2 separate regions of the Sus scrofa genome follow, and region 2 is linked to region 1. The links are chromatin contacts, called in public promoter capture Hi-C maps. All regions are on one chromosome and are shown on one strand. The core of a region is the stretch at or near the end of the contact, and the rest is flanking DNA. Distances in the headings are between cores, read along the strand shown.

Region 1 (3,480 bases), core at 346-2,845:
TCTTAGTAAAAACTCATCCTTAGGAAGGGAAGGTGTCATCACTATTCCATAGGAAGGTAGGACTCAGGCCAAGATAGTAACCCTCAGGCCACAGGATTTGGTCTCTAGGCATCCACAAATGTCACCACAAATGCACTAATGATTCTCTTGCATTTTCTGGGATTCCAAAAAAAAGGGGTGCTTAATCTAAGACAAGTTACCAAATTAAAAGTGAACAAAAGCACAAAGTTTTCTTTTAATTTTAAAAGTGGTATGTGTGTTTTATAGCATCCCGTTTGTCAGAGAAACAGGGCCCTGTCTTGTTCACTGCCGTCACCTCAGGGCCCACTTCCTTCTGCATTCCTGCATGTCGGGACTCAGACAATACCAACAGATCTGAGTGAATGTCAATGCTTTTCCTCTAATCTTTTTTTTTTTTTTTTTTGCTTTTTAGGGCTGCACCTTTGGCATACGGAGGTTCTCAGGCTAGGGGTCGAATCAGAGCTACAGCTGCCAGCCTACAGCACAGCCACTGGAACTTGGGATCCGAGTCATGCCTACAACCTACACACAGCTCACAACAACACCAGATCCTTAACACTGAGCAACGACAGGGATCGAACCCACAACCTCATGGTTCCTAGTTGGATTTGTTTCTGCTGTGCCACAACTTCAAATCTTATTTTCAAAATGTATTCTCTAAGTATTTAAAACATAAACAAACCATACAACCTGGATTACACTATTTATCTCATGTCCCACATTGAAAAAACTACCACATGGTGAGGTTCTTTCCCTTCATTCTGAAATATTCTTTAGTATTCCACATATTTATTTAACCATTATCCTACAGCTGGAAGAAACTCTCCATCTATCTCTAAGACTTGGATAACAGGGTGGACCTCATAGTATGAATCAATGATCACACTTGTTTGTATAAAGCAGCAGATAAGTAATGCCACTTCCTATGTGGTGACCATACGGCCATGTAAGATATCTCTTTCACAGAAGAGGAACTGAAGGGAGAGGCTCAAGGTCATAGAGTTGGTGGCACAGAGATTTGGCCTTCAGGTGCCCCATATACCACTTCTCCTAGAGTTTGGCAGGGAAAAAAAGTAACATGTATACCCCATTGAGAATTTTAACTAGCATGCTACCTCTGAGCTACAATTCCGTACTGTGTGCACTTAGAGGAAAGAAAAAGAGGTGGGAGAAACCATAGCCCCTAAGATTTAGTTTAATACCAAATCACTAGATTAATATTCTGAGATCCAAGAGGTTCTTAGAGGCAAAACCGTACCACGTACAACTCCTCTGCTTCTGCCTCTTGGCAAAACCAGCCAACGCTTCCCCGTTTACTTCATCTGCACTTTTAACCATCCGGTTTTCAATTTGTGCCCCCTTCTTCTAACCTGACACCAGGAGATCAGACCTTCCCACTTCAGAAAGACCTTCCCTTTTCTGCTTTGAAAAAGGGCTTGTGACAAAGTAACAAGCTTCCTGTGATTACCAAAGGCTAGTCACTGTTTAACCAACCCAGGGAGCCAGGTACTGTGCACTCTGAGAATGAATGTTACACACTCCACCCACTTGAGTGGGTGGGGCTGGTTCTTTGACCCATGCAGTAGCTACAAGAATAGCAATGTGCTCTGGAGTTACATTGTAGGGAAAGCACAGACTGCACTACCTTACACTTTCTCTCCCTCCCAAGGAGTTTTTTTTTTTTTTTTTTTTTTTAGGGCCCCACCTGGGGCATACAGAAGTTACCCTATGGCAACTCTGGATCCTCAACTCAATGAGTGAGGGTGGGGATTGAACCCGTGTCCTCATGGATACTAGTTGGGTTTATAACCCGCTGAGCCACAAAAGGAACTCCCCAAGCCACAACAGGAACTGCACCTAGATCTTGAAAGGGAGAGGACTGTCTAGGGAGAATGATCACACAATTTTTTAGTTGTGTCTTCAAATGTTCAACGGTGCTTTCCGGGTAGCTGTCTTACAGTTAATCTAAAGCAGGACCACCTTAACTGCCACTTATTTCTTCTTGATCTTCATCTGGTAAAGAGAAGAGTGACCCAGTATCATTTATATAATAATCCTTCAACTACTTAAAAAAGTAGGTCTTCCTTCCCAAGCTTTTCAGGTAATATAAGCCTGAATACAAATTCTCTAAACCATTCTTCTTCCCTTGAATTTATGGCACAAAACAATTACATACGAAGAAGTTAAAGGAAATAATTGCCTATGGCTCTTGGTATTCTGTTTGGTTAAAGTCAATTTTAGTTTTTAGACCAAAAATTTATTGAGATTTTAATCACATTCTTTTGTGAACAGCCTTTTCATTACCTCAATTTTAAATAAGTCAAAAGCTACTTCTCTTAGTCAGAAAGAAAAAAAGAAATGGCTATATCTTCCTTCACCAGATTAAGGAGAACATACTTTGTTAAAACTAAAAGATATTTGAAAACTGATTCAGGAACTGAGTCATACTTCCTGCTTTGAGTCCCAACCACAACGTGCACACACTGGTGTAATAGCATTTTCTTTCTTCCATAAATGGCGCTCCCCAGAGCAAATACAGTTCAACAGGAACCAAACCTGCTACTTTAGCTATTGAAGGAAACCAGTGAATAAAGCATGGCCATCGAAAGTTTCATAATGCATGGACACCCTTTCTTATTTCCCCTAAAGTAGTCGTAGGGAAGAAGGGATACTTAAAGAGGCCAGCTCTAAAGAACATTGAAAAATTTAAACGGCAGATTTGTGTCTCTATTTTCAGAATGAGAAATTAAGATTATAAACTTTAAACAGGCCAGAATTTATATATCTGCTTCATAACATTACAGAAACAGAACAGAACCCATCTCAGTCTTGCGATAGCTATCTTTGTATTGGTCAAAGTCCTCTTTGCTACATTTTTTGAGAACTAAAATTGTTTTTGTTTTCATTGGTTAGAGAACATCTTTATTTCTCCAGAACAAAAAGCAGGCAAACAAAGAGCCAAGATCTTTTGGGGGACACACCCTTTTTTAAAATAGGACTATGGGAAAACAGAATCAAGAGCTCCTGGTCAGGTGAGCAAGCTATCCAGAGTGGCCAGTGCTGCCAGTGGAAATGACTCAGGGCCATGGAGCTTCTAGGACTGGCAAGCTGCCAAGAAAAGGTGAGGCAGAAACAAGAGTCCCAAGGAAAAGCAATGTGGAACTTACCTCATCAGCACCATGTGCCTGAAGTTCCTTGTAGAATTTCAAAGAAATACTGACCATTACTTTCGTTTTGTCTCCATTAGGATTTGAAATATGATAGAGGACTCCATCAAAATCTGCGAGGAAAGCAAGTAAGATTGCTTAACTTGGGAATAATCTCTTAAAGTGCCCACCTACCTGTTGCAGAGCACGAGGAAGTCTACTTTGCAAGTAGGCATTTAAGTAAAATGGCATTTACCTAATTTATTTATTTTTTGTCATTTTAGGGCCACACCCGTGGCATATGGAAGTTCCC
Region 2 (3,480 bases), core at 684-3,183, 930 kb before region 1:
GTGGCCCTAGAAAGACTATATAGATATATAACTTTCCAATATAGCGCTGAAAGGATAAAAATGAGAACAGCCATAAAATACTCAGAACAATTTGTTAAAGAAAAAATGCTGACCTTAGCTATGGGAAACACCTTGACCGGGCTCTATTAGATTCGTGTTTGGAACACCTTTGGCCAAACCTTTAGGGAAACTCTGGCAGCTGCTTCCCTGAACCCATTCTCACACCCTGGGGCCTGGGCAGCCATGTCTCTGCCGCTGCCAAAAATGATTGGTCCAGGAGTGGTCTTCTGACTTCTATTGGGTACCTAAGCTGTGTTCCCCCCGCAACCTGAGACAATGACCTGAGTGCAGATAATTCATGTAAGAGGTGATCCCAGCCAGAGCAAGAAAGTCCAAAGAAGGGAGACAGGGAATGAAGGAAAACTGATAAAAACTGTTATTGAACTGATTGCTTCTGTGATAATAGGAGCCCAATTCCACGGGAAACTCTAGGAGGAAATATATACAAATATCCCTCCAAATTGTCCTTCAAAAGGAAACTAGGGTGATTCTTGTCTTTCCTAAATTGGGGGTGGCTGCTGGGGGTGATAACTCCTTCATGTCCACCTTGCACAGCCAACCTGCACCTGCGTGCAAGCTGACTGAGCTATGGAGGCTTTGGGAAAAGCCTTGAGGCAGAAATACTGATGCTGGCTAGGCTTGGAGGGGGGAAGGTATCAGGGCTCATAGGAATTTTCTGTCCACATTGACAACTGAAGTCCGGATGTGCCAAGCAGATGTGGCACAGGGCACCAAGAGCATTTGATATGTCTGGCCAATCAGATTCTTTCCTGGGAATGCGAATTGAGGCCAAAAGAATCAGTGTTCATAGAACCACTGGACCTGTAACATATAAGCCATACGACCATACTGGTGCTCTGACTGAGGATAGGAAGGATTGTTACTTGTAATACTCTGACCAACAAGACAGAGTCAGCCTCACAAAAAGATGAATCTTATAGTTTCCACACATGGGTTTCAGTCATATCATTACTTTTTGTCTCCTCCCAAAGTCCACAACCCCCAACAAAATGACGGCTAACTGCCATTATTTCATTAGTTTCATTTTGTCCCTTTTAAGATAGTGATAAGTCACCCCATTAGATTCTTTGTCAGACTCTCTTGTCACACCCTGAAATCAGGCAGTTGACTTGCAGGAGACTCTTGTGCCAGGTGGACACCTAAGGGGCCTCAGCCATGGGGATTCAGCTTGGCCTGGGCGCTTTAGAAAGGACAAGTGTTGGAGTTCCTGTCATGGCTGAGCGGCTAAGGAATCTGACTAGCATCCATGAGAATGCAGGTTAGATCCCTGGCCTTACTCAGTGGAGTGGGTTAAAGGTCCAGCTTTGCTGTGGCTGTGGTGTAGACCAGTGGCTATAGCTCTGATTCGACCCCTAGCCTGGGAACCTCCACATACCATGGGTGAGGCCTTGAAAGAACAAAAGAAAGAAAGAAGGAAAGAAGAAGGGAAGGAAGGAAAGAAATTAAGAAAGAAAGAAAGAAAGAGAAAGAAAGAAAGAAAGAAAGAAAGAAAGAAAGAAAGAAAGAAAAAGAAAGAAAGAAAGAAAGAAAGAAAGAAAGAAAGAAAGAAAGAAAGAAAGAAAGAAAGAAAGGTGGGAGGGAGGGAGGGAAGGAAGGAAGGAAAGAAAGAAAGGAAGAAAGGAAGAAAGAAAGTGTTGAAGAGCTTGCTATTTGTGAGTTCCAAGTCTGCATATCTGTGAAACCCAACATCAGTTCTGTTAGATTTAATCATAAGACGTTGCTAATAGTTAACTATTTTTTAACTTATAACAACTGCGGTTTCATATGGTTTAATCTAGTCTAAGCAGCACAGGACACAGGCAGGAGTTGTTTTTATTTGATCCTCAGCCCGCTGGGTTTTGGAGCTTAGCTATAAAGACAAACATTGTCTGAGCGTATGTTTTAAAGTCCACACACCTTAAAATCAGATGCGTTAAACATCTACGTACCTTGGCCCTTCAAACTTGTGCCATGTTCTAGTAACAATGTCTAAGGAGAGGGTATTGGGCAGGATATAGGGTAAGCTGCCATAACAGGGCCTCAAAAACAGTGGCATAAACAAGAAAGAAGTTTAAGTTCTTGCTTATGTAATAATCCAGGCCTTGTACGACAGTCCCTGTTGGGGACTTGGGCACCTCCCGTTTTATTGCTTCACCACCCCTAAGGGGGTGGCTTGGTCTGTGTGGTGCCAAACGCATCCTTGTTCTAGGCATCAGAATGAGGAAGGAGGAAAAGACAGCATTCCCCATGCCGCTGCCCCACCCCGCTGCCCCACCCACACCCACACCCACTTAAGGGTATGACCCCGAATTTGCATATATCACTTCTGTGCACATTGTACAGCCCAGCACTTAGTCACATGATCATATCTAGCTCCAGCAAAGCTGGGAAATGTGGTCTTTATTTGGGTGGCCATGTGCCCAGATAAAATTTCAATTATTATGGCAGTGAAGGAGAACAGATAATTTGAGGCACAGCTAGTGTTGCAAAGGGAAATAAAGGATGACTTATGATATTTGAGCTTGAAGTAATGAAGTAGATGGTTCTCTTGAAGGCACAGAGCTGCCGAGCTTGTATACGGCAGTTCTCTTAGCTCAAGGGGTTTGAGGATGAGAACAATAGGATCAAGGTCTGTCTCTGATTGTAGCCCACTCTGTTGGTGGTCTACCCAATAGCCATTCCCCAGCTCCCTCCTGGAGGACAAAACTCTGATTTTATTTTATTTTTTTATTTTTGTCTTTTTGCCTTTTCTAGGGCCGCTCCCACGGCATATGGAGATTCCTAGGCCAGGGGTCGAATCAGAGCTGCAGCCACCGGCCTACGCCAGAGCCACAGCAACTCGGGATCCGAGCCGCGTCTGCGACCTACACCACAGCTCATGGCAACGCCGGATCCTTAACCCACTGAGCAAGGCCAGGGATTGAACCCACAACCTCATGGTTCCTAGTCGGATTCGTTAACCACTGCACCACGACGGGAACACCAAAACTCTGATTTTAAACAGCCTTTTCCAAGCAGATGTGTATTGCATGGGTCCCTTTGCAGCCCCTAGGGTGAGTCTTAAATTGTATAAGTTAATGTTTTTCAAACTTTTATTTTTTATTTATTTATTTATTTATTTTGCCTTTTTGCCTTTTTCCAGGGCTGCTCCTGCGGCATATGGAGGTTCCCAGGCTAGGGGTCGAATTGGAGCTGTAGCCGCCGGCCTACCCCAGGGCCACAGCAACACCGGATCCAAGCCACATCTGCGACCTACACCACAGCTCACGGCAACTCTGGATCCTTAACCCACTGAGCAAGGCCAGGGATCGAACCCGCAACCTCATGGTTCCTAGTCGGTTTCGTTAAGCACTGTGCCACGACAGGAACTCCAATGTTTTTCAAACTTTTAAACCAATACCCACATAGGAACTACATTTT

Evidence for each region. Promoter capture Hi-C pulls out the DNA fragments that hold promoters and counts their contacts.
Region 2: a contact with region 1 is called in a promoter capture Hi-C map of liver, with 3 times the contacts expected there. The contact joins two enhancer-like sites. A contact is called at or near these places in 1 of 5 promoter capture datasets (liver) and 1 of 2 datasets of contacts at active chromatin or transcription factors (alveolar macrophages).

Annotation. Positions count from the first base shown.
Region 1 is chr15:120,307,341-120,310,820 of Sscrofa11.1, reverse strand. It overlaps ARPC2 (actin related protein 2/3 complex subunit 2), which reads right to left. Exons shown (of 11, transcript NM_001190239.1): 4 at 3,189-3,301. Among named protein-coding and RNA genes, the nearest start is that of ARPC2, 12 kb to the right of the region's middle. Within about 2 kb of position 1,595, at least 40 of the 83 cell types and tissues checked have an H3K27ac peak or open chromatin away from gene starts, as enhancers often do. A contact at or near this core is called in alveolar macrophages and liver, where this site is marked.
Region 2 is chr15:121,236,919-121,240,398 of Sscrofa11.1, reverse strand. No RefSeq gene overlaps it. Among named protein-coding and RNA genes, the nearest start is that of ZFAND2B, 4.5 kb to the left of the region's middle. Within about 2 kb of position 1,933, at least 9 of the 83 cell types and tissues checked have an H3K27ac peak or open chromatin away from gene starts, as enhancers often do. A contact at or near this core is called in alveolar macrophages and liver, where this site is marked.